3 separate regions of the Sus scrofa genome follow, and regions 1 and 2 are each linked to region 3. Evidence: chromatin contacts called from public Hi-C and promoter capture Hi-C data. All regions are on one chromosome and are shown on one strand. The core of a region is the stretch at or near the end of the contact, and the rest is flanking DNA. Distances in the headings are between cores, read along the strand shown. Region 1 overlaps LOC106504496 (a long non-coding RNA gene). Region 2 has its middle 40 kb from the start of AKAP13. Region 3 overlaps AKAP13 (A-kinase anchor protein 13).

What was found. Promoter capture Hi-C pulls out the DNA fragments that hold promoters and counts their contacts. Hi-C and Micro-C count contacts between places; a contact is called where the count stands out from the background.
Region 1: a contact with region 3 is called in a Hi-C map of heart right ventricle, with 2.9 times the contacts expected there. The contact joins two enhancer-like sites. A contact is called at or near these places in 4 of 47 Hi-C or Micro-C datasets (embryonic fibroblasts, fetal heart ventricle and heart right ventricle).
Region 2: a contact with region 3 is called in a promoter capture Hi-C map of liver, with 4 times the contacts expected there. The contact joins two enhancer-like sites.

What each region holds. Positions count from the first base shown.
Region 1 is chr7:87,825,622-87,828,583 of Sscrofa11.1, forward strand. LOC106504496 (a long non-coding RNA gene) reads right to left here. Exons shown (of 4, transcript XR_002345980.1): 3 at 1,710-1,754; 4 at 1-1,247. Among named protein-coding and RNA genes, the nearest start is that of SV2B, 60 kb to the left of the region's middle. Within about 2 kb of position 1,525, at least 10 of the 83 cell types and tissues checked have an H3K27ac peak or open chromatin away from gene starts, as enhancers often do.
Region 2 is chr7:87,848,004-87,850,714 of Sscrofa11.1, forward strand. No RefSeq gene overlaps it. Among named protein-coding and RNA genes, the nearest start is that of AKAP13, 40 kb to the right of the region's middle. Within about 2 kb of position 1,383, at least 73 of the 83 cell types and tissues checked have an H3K27ac peak or open chromatin away from gene starts, as enhancers often do. A contact at or near this core is called in liver, where this site is marked.
Region 3 is chr7:88,070,237-88,072,936 of Sscrofa11.1, forward strand. AKAP13 (A-kinase anchor protein 13) reads left to right here. Exons shown (of 38, transcript XM_021099912.1): 7 at 1-748. Among named protein-coding and RNA genes, the nearest start is that of AKAP13, 180 kb to the left of the region's middle. Within about 2 kb of position 1,380, at least 30 of the 83 cell types and tissues checked have an H3K27ac peak or open chromatin away from gene starts, as enhancers often do. A contact at or near this core is called in liver, where this site is marked.

The sequences.
Region 1 (2,962 bases), core at 275-2,774, 240 kb before region 3:
TTTTCACGATTGTCATTGACCTTTCCTAATAAAGTTGGGTCTGGAAGGTCATGAGGACAACCACTGTATCAAAAATACCATGTCGCTGAGACTCACTTATTCAAGAACATTCGATCCCTGAGCATCTCCAAGATACTAGAGACACACAGAGGAATACAAAATACTCCTTGCCCCTAGGGAGTTCACAGGCCTACCCAAAATCAAACAAGGAGATGACAGCTTGCATTTGGCAGGACTGGACTATAACGGCAGCAACTGCCTGAATGTGATAGGATGGCAGGTTTGGATTGCCTGCTTCAAACCATCTTAGAGACATAGTCTTGCCTCTCCAGCCCCACTGTCTCTATTCAAGTCCAGCTCATCCTTTCTGGCCCCAACTACTGCAATAACCTCCTAAGAGAACCCCTCTCTGGTCCTAGTTTTACATCAATTTCATCCTCAGGGTAATCTTTCCAAAATGCAAATGTGGTTCTATCATATACTGTCTACATAAAAAGATTTAATGACTCATTGTCCTCATAATTAGACCCATGCACTTAATATTCCTTATAAGGCCTTTTGTGATCTGACCTCTGCTTTCCTCTCCTTTTTCTCTCCCCCGCTCCTCTGCAGTCTCTCGGTTTCCCAAAAGGTTTTATCCCTGGCTGGTTTTAGCCCAAGTTGTTTTTCTCTCTGCCTAGAATATTTTAAAATGAAAACCCATGCCCCTCTGACCAGCTATTCTCCTTAATCCTGCTAACTAGAATTTATTCTTCAGGTCTCAGATTAGATGTTATTTCCTTTGATAAACTCTCCCTGATGGTACAAGACTGGGTTATTCAACCCTCCTGGGTACACCCATAGCACTCTTTACTTCCATCATCCTTGCATTTGTCATATTTCCTCATACTAGAAAAATGTGTATCTTCCCTCTGACTACTATAAGCTCCCTAAGGATAAGGTCTCCCTTTTGTTCAACAATGTATCCCCATTTCTTAGCACAGCTCCTGGTATAGAACAATACACAATCAAAATTAATTGAGTAGATGAATAAACAAATCATAAAACGCAATTGGTACTGTTCAAGGAATCATAAGATTCTTGGGCATGAGATTTTAGTAGAGAAGGTCTTCCTGTGTATGTCAGTCACAGTCCCTTTCCATCAAGTTGTCAACCATACATGCTCAAGACACGTTGTTTTAGCACAGATAACATGAAGATGTGGAGAAGATCACCTAATCCATCTTTTCACTTACAGCAGAGAAGTTCTATGGAACAAACAAAAAGCAAAGACTTTAACAAAGGGACTTTTTTAAACAAACAGCAAAGACTTTAACAAATGTTTCCTGCACAGTAAAGGGAACACACAAGGCTTGGTGAGGCATCTGGAGATTAGCAATGCTGAGAAGCTTTACTACCCCTAGGGCTTCTCCAGACAAGAGGAGGAAATACTGTTTTTAGAGCCCAGTGAGAGCAGGAACCATGGAGGAAGGGCTGTCTAGCAGGAGTTGTACTTATGGCAGGATGCAACAACAGCCACAGGACGCTAAAGCCGGAAGAGAGAACAAACACCCAGTTCTCTTTTTATCCCACCCTCCTTCTCCTCAACCCGCCTGGATGACCTGAAAGCAAGTTGGCAATGGACCCTGGGTTATGCAGTCCAGAGGACTCAGCATGGCAGAGCATGAATCTGGAAGGGGAAGAAAACAAAGAATAGCACACATTCTTACCTAAACCAGCATCTGTGAGAGCAGAACTGTTATCTTCCCTGTGTCCTGGGGGATATGTGATTAAAGAGAAAATACAGAAGTTTAGTGTTTAATTTTTGTGATCCCTAAATACTTTAAAAAAGCAAAGAAGCCCAGAAATAAATATAAAAGACCCTCACCTACCAACAACCCAGATATAACACATGAACTTTTTGTCATGACTGTTTCAGAGTTAATGCTCTTGTTTAAGGGGAAAAAAATCATCACTAAAGTGGTATGTATTCCTCCATTCACAATTTTGCTAAATATATTTGTATCTATGAACAATATATAACATTGTTTTGTATCATTATGCAATTCACAAAATGGTCCCATACTGTGTATGTCCTTTTGAATCTTATTTTATATGGTCAGCACAATGTTTCTAGCATTTATTTGTGTTGATACATATAAATCTGGTTTGTTTTTACTTCTATGTGGTTTTCTATTGTATGAATATTTACATTTTCCATGTTACTAATATACATGAATTTATTTCCACCATTCTTATTTTGTTGTTTTATGTTTTTCTTTTCCTACCCATTTTGGTTGTTGTTGCTTTTTTTTTTTTTTTTTTTTTTTTGGAAGGGGGGTGGTAGGAGAAGGAGATTCTTTTCTGTATTTCCTCTGCTTCCTAACCATATAGGGAGTTACAGATTTTATTTATTTTCTTTTAATTTATAATCTTAATTGTTTAACATACATCATTGACCTAAAGAAATTATTAGGATATTAAACTATTTAAGCTCTTGCTTTTCCTCCCTACCTTCCATGTTATTGTTGCCTAGAATTTTAGTTCCACATATTTAACCAAAAAATAAATCATTTTAAAATTTGTTTTTGGAGCTCCTGCCTTGGTGCAGTGGGTTAAGAATCCAACCACAGTGGCTAGGTTCTCTGTGGAGGTGTGGGTTTGATCCCCAGCCTGGCACAGTAGGCTAAAGGATCTGGCATTGTTTCGCCTGCAACATAGTTCAAAGCTGCAGCTCAGATTCAATCTCTAGCCCAGAAACTTCCATATGCTGTAGGTATGGCCATAAAAAAATTTAAAAAAAATTTGTTTTTAGTCAAAGTTCAGTATATTTGTTTACATGTTTACTAATTACCTCGAATCTTACTTCTTTCTTCTGTGCTATATTTCCTTCTCGAAATGCATCTTCTAGTAGTTCTTTCAGCAGGAAACTATGCATGATTGTTTTAATCATTATCTAAGAGTTTGCATCTTTTTAAATGTT
Region 2 (2,711 bases), core at 133-2,632, 220 kb before region 3:
AGTGCAAGCACATTGACACTGATCCCATGAGCACTCTCAGAATACTTTTGTTCCTGTTTTTCAACAACTCTACCACTCTAAGTGTGGTGTCCAGAGCAGCAGAATTGGCACCACCTGGCATCTCCTTAGAAGTGAAGAATCTCAGCCCTCCCCAGACCTCCTGACTCAAAATCTGCATTTTAACAAGATCCCCCAAGTGATTCATATGCGCATTCATGTTTGAGAAGCACTGTTCTAAGGTTTCCAAAAGGCAAAATAAAACTGCAAAGTGAACAGCTGCAAAACAGATGCAAAGCAAACCACGTGGTGTAACATATGACTTCTCCAGAGGATTTATGACCCTCTGTGGATGGTAGCTTGTAATATAGAAAACAGAAATTTGAAAGAATGTGTGCAAAAAAATCAATGTCATGTTATATCTTTTTAATTGCCCTTAAAGGGATCCACCTTGGGTTCAAGAAAATGTAGTGCTAGTACCTAAAACTGCTTCATGCACCCAATGAGGGCACAAGTATTTGGTGGGTTTTTGTTTTTGGTTTTTTCTCATAAGGAACAAAGTTAAGATTTATACTGATCTTCCATGAAATCAGGGAGTTTGATTTGATCAGTATTTCCAACACAGCATTCCATAGTACCAAAATTTTGTAACGAGAAAAAAGTCAATGTTGTATATTTTAAATAACTTAGAAAATAGACTAAGGTGACTGGATCAGTTTCAACTTAAAGTCCTCATTCAACTTACCCAGATTGATTCATTGAAGAAATATTAAGTACCTCCTAGTGTATAGCACAAGGAAATTTACTCAATACTGTGTAATAAAGTATATGGGAAAAGAATCTGAAAAGGAATGGATATATGTATAACCGATTTACTGTGCTGTACTCCTGAAATTAACATAATTTTGTACATCAACTATATTCCAATAAAATTTTAAAAAGAAAGAAAGATTAGGTCCCAGAATCTTTGCAAAGGAGAGTTTGAAGGAATGCAGCAACCAGTGCTGCAAATCATTGCCTGAGATTAGGTGCGGCAGGCAGCACTTGATAACTGAGACGAGAGGGGAACAGAGATGGGGGAGGAGTCGGACCCGCAGGACCTGGAGGGAGGAGGAGGGGGAGGAGCTCTGGATGCCCTTGTGAATGCGCTGGAGCTCGACCGTTCGGGAGGCAGGTCTAGCCGGATTCACACGCTTGCCTGCAGGACAGACCACGACTCTGCTTGTGGAAGGTTTTCCGAGGACAACGTCCCGCGATCCCGCTGCCTCTTTCCCACGGAGCTGTGGCCGAGTTTCAGTTGAACAATCCACAAGGGTCAAGACTCTGGAGAGCAGGTCTAGGAGAGGCCGCTAGAGGCCGCGCTCGGTCCCTTCCCCGAAAACCGAAAGGGCTCCAGCGAATGTGTGTTCAGCCAGCACTGTGTTCTTTCATAACCTCCGCGCTGTGCTTGCGGCTCTCTGCGAAGGCCGGAGGCAGATCAAACACCGGCCTCGAAGTCAGAGAATGCTGTAGCCCCTCCATCACAGATGGTGGGATGCTGGGTGGCCTCTTAGAGCCCTTCCTCCGACTGCCGGGCCTCTCCCCAGGACTCCCCTGGGGCTGAAAGCTTGGTCCGCTGATAACAGTCCCCTGACCCCGCTGGGATTCTGAAGCCCAGAGAATGGATTTGGAGAGAAAGCAGTGGAGCAAGGGTGGAGAGAGAAGGAACCTCAGAGCTCAGGCAGGCAGACTCCTTCCCAGCGTGGCACCTGAGCCTTGGGACTGCTCCCCTGGAGGTTGGGCCTGAGTTGACGCTACAGGAGGAACCCAAGTGGAAGAAATCAACCAATCTGGGAAATGAAGCAGAGGTTTCTAGAGGCTGCCCCGCCTAAAAGAGTGTTCAAAGGCCACTGAATTCTTAAGGTCATTGGACTTTTTTTTTTTTTTAACCTGTGACGACTCAGTCAGGACAAGGCAAGCAAGAGAAAATTGCTCCTGAAATACTTCCTGAAAAGTTCTGAACCAGTGAATCACAATCCGGTCGCAGGACAGAGAGGCACTGGCACTTCCACAGGGAAAGGAAATCACCCAATATTTGTGAGCACCCCTCCAGGCTCACAAATTTTTGCATTCAGTTGCTTAGTGCTTTTTGCATTCAGTTGCTTAGTGACCTAACAGGCCAGGGGGGCGAATATAAATATCTCCATTTCCCTGATGTCAACATCAGGACTGGGAGATGTTAAGTAATTTTCCAGGGTGGGCTGGTAACAAAGTGACAGAGCTATGATGCTTGTTTATTTGATTTAGTTTATAAATAGATTATACAGTCACATCATTCAAAATCATAAAGCCTAGAAAAATCTCTCATCCACATGACCCCCAAATATCCAGTTGCCTTCATACACAGGTAATAACTACCATCATGTGTTCCTTATTATGTAGACACTTTCAGCATTTCCTTATGCATACCAGTTAATGAGAAATATATTATTTTTGTTTGTTTGATTTTCTTGTTATTGTTGTTGTCTTTTTGCCTTTTCTGTGGCCACTCCCTCGGCATATGGAGGTTCCCAGGCTAGGGGTCGAATCGGAGCTGTAGCCACGCCACAGCCACAGCAACGTGGGATCTGAGCGTCTGCAACCTACACCACAGCTCACAGCAATGCCAGATCCTTAACCCACTGAGCAAGGCCAGGGACTGAACCCGCAACCTCATGGTTCCTAATCGGTTTCGT
Region 3 (2,700 bases), core at 130-2,629:
GTGGAAATGTGGCGTTGGATGGTGCCATGGTCAGTGCCCTACAAGGCACCGTTGGGGCCAGAAGAAAGGATATGTCATATCACACCGAGGACATGCCGATCCCACCAGTCTCACTGAGCCCAGAGAAGAATATGATCCTGGGTGTGCCAGGAGCTTTACTAGACAAAGGTGTGACTGGTCTTGAGGACACCGCAATCCCAGAGCTGGAACCACTGGGCCGGGAGAAGGGGAAGGTGGAGGGAGCAGGTGGCAGCTGTAGTCTGGGCGACTCCAAGGAGGCACAGAGGGGTGAGGAAGCGTATCACATCCCGCTGCAGCCTGTTGCCAAAGATCCCCCCACAGAGACAGGGCCCCCAGGCCGTGGTGACCAGGCCCAAGGCAGGGAAAGGGGTGCTGTCCCTGTGCTCTGCGCTGTCTCTGCTGAAGTTGCGCTGCCGCCTGAGAAAGCAGGCTCTATCGAGGAGGCTGCTAGTCGTATAGTGGATGCTGTCATAGAGCGAGTCAAGGCCTCGGGAGCACTGATGACAGAGGGGAAGATCAGTCATGTGTTCCTGTCCAGTCCTTCCGAGTCAGGCCCAGAGACTGAACAGCTAGAGAGTGCTTCTCCAGGGAAGGCGCATGCTGTCCAGCCTGCGGAGACCCCACCAATGGGCAGTGTTTGCAGAGAAGCCTCTGAGAACCTTACAGGATGCGTTGCTGGAAGGGAGGAGCCAGAGAAGATTATTTCGCCTGTCCTGGGATCTGGGCCACAACAGGTAAGCACAGCAGAAAATAAAATCAACTGGTCGAGAAGCAAATTCCCTTAAGAGTCTCTGTGATATGCTGGTAAAAATATAGGTCTTTTTTGTTTAGAAGGCTTGTATTCATTAGATAGGTTGCCAGGTTACTAGTCAGCACCACTCAGAGAGGCACGTCATCTCAGGGTTGGACAGATTCTGCTTCCTGTATCCTAAACTCCTGGCTTAATTGCTTAAAGCCTATAAATGCTCTGTCTGTCACACTGGAGCAATTGTGACTTTCCTAACCTGGAAAACAGCAGCTAGATCCCAGGTGTTCTACAATGATAAAGGAATTTAGCAGATGTTTTTATTCACATGGTTTAGTCCTTTTTCTGGAGAACCACAACAAACATTGTTGAAAAAGTGTATTTTAATATCAAGCCTGAAACTCCTTTCTTTTCCTATCATTCTAGTCTCTGTCCTGAGCAAATTTAGAGTCAGAGTAGTTTCATGAACAGCTGTAAGTATCATTCTGAGCCAGTGGCCCAGCATCCCAAATGGTGGTATTAGGTCATTGGTGGAGGCTGAGGGGGAAGGGAACTCCCTCCTTTTCCTGCCTGAGGAGCAGACCTCCAGTTCCATTGCCTGTTGCTCTTGGGCAGCAGTCTGGGAATTCAGGACCCTGCACAGCACAGGGGATAGGATGCAGGATTTCCGCCCAAGCCTAGTCTGCTGAGCTGCTGTCACAGGGCAGACGTTGTGTCTGCTTATCTTGGTGAAGCAGCTGCACCGAGCAGATTGCTCACACAGCAGCCTGTTCCATCTATGGGTAACCATGTCCAGAGAGAGCGAAAAGAAACCACTATTGCTCAGTGGAAATAAACGATCTGAATAAAACTTCTTATTGGGGGTTGAGGCTGAAGCTCAAACTGGAGTCTGACTCGGTATTGACTCCTGAAGTCGTTCAAGGTCAGTTTGATTAACACTTTGAGACCACCACCTGTTACCAGGTATAGTCAGAGGACCTATCTCCATGCTTGCCCTAGGCTCTTGTAGGTAAGAAACCTATTTTATTCTTATTGTTTGTTTTTGCTGTTCTAATTTTTGAAAACCCCTTTACTGTAGTATGTGTTAAGAATGTGGGGGTGGGACATGTAGAGAAATGAACAAAAAGAATAAGGAAAGAAGTTGGTTTTGAAAAAGAGCAATTTAAACACAGTGGTCATTTTTGCTGATAAAGGGTTTTTAACCACTTATAATCTATTTTTCTAGTTGAGGGATTTCAGAAACCTAGCAGTATTTTTAGTGACTTTAGGCTTTCTGTTTTATTAATGTTTTGGATTGTTCGTGACAGAAATTTGTTGGCCGCTCTCTCAGAATTTAAACAAGAATATCTCTAATTTTTAAAATAAGGCACAACAACAAGTCTATTTTGGGGGCCCTGGCAGGTTGACATTTTAGAAGAATGGGAGTGGCTGTAAGCTGATGCCTGGCTATGTTCTTTTCATTTGGGTGCTGCGTCTTTGGCCACATGGGCTGGAATTATTTCTCTTTCTGGCTCTGTAGTCAGATTAACCCAAGGAAGTACGAACTGTATAAGGCTTGTGTCTAGAGGTACCTTATGAAAAAAGACAGAAACCAGGAAGTTTTTAGACTTTGATTTTTTAATAGTCCACAATACAGTAATGATGCAAAGAAATTATTTTTAAGATTTTAAGGTTTTAGGAAGGAGAATGAGAAGAAAATCAAGTTTCAACAGTATCTCTGGGTTTGGGGTTGGCTCATATGTGTGGGCGAGTTACTTCTTCTGCTATGAAGAGTCATATGTGCTCTGTGCTTATGGCTTCAAAGAACAGGGAGAAGTAGCCAGTGATGAAGAAATTGGTGCTTTCTTCAGAAAATAGCCAGGATTGGGGAAAGACCCCGGTCACATTGCCCTCGAGAAAAAGCACCTGAGTGTGATCTCAGACTAAAGGGTGTT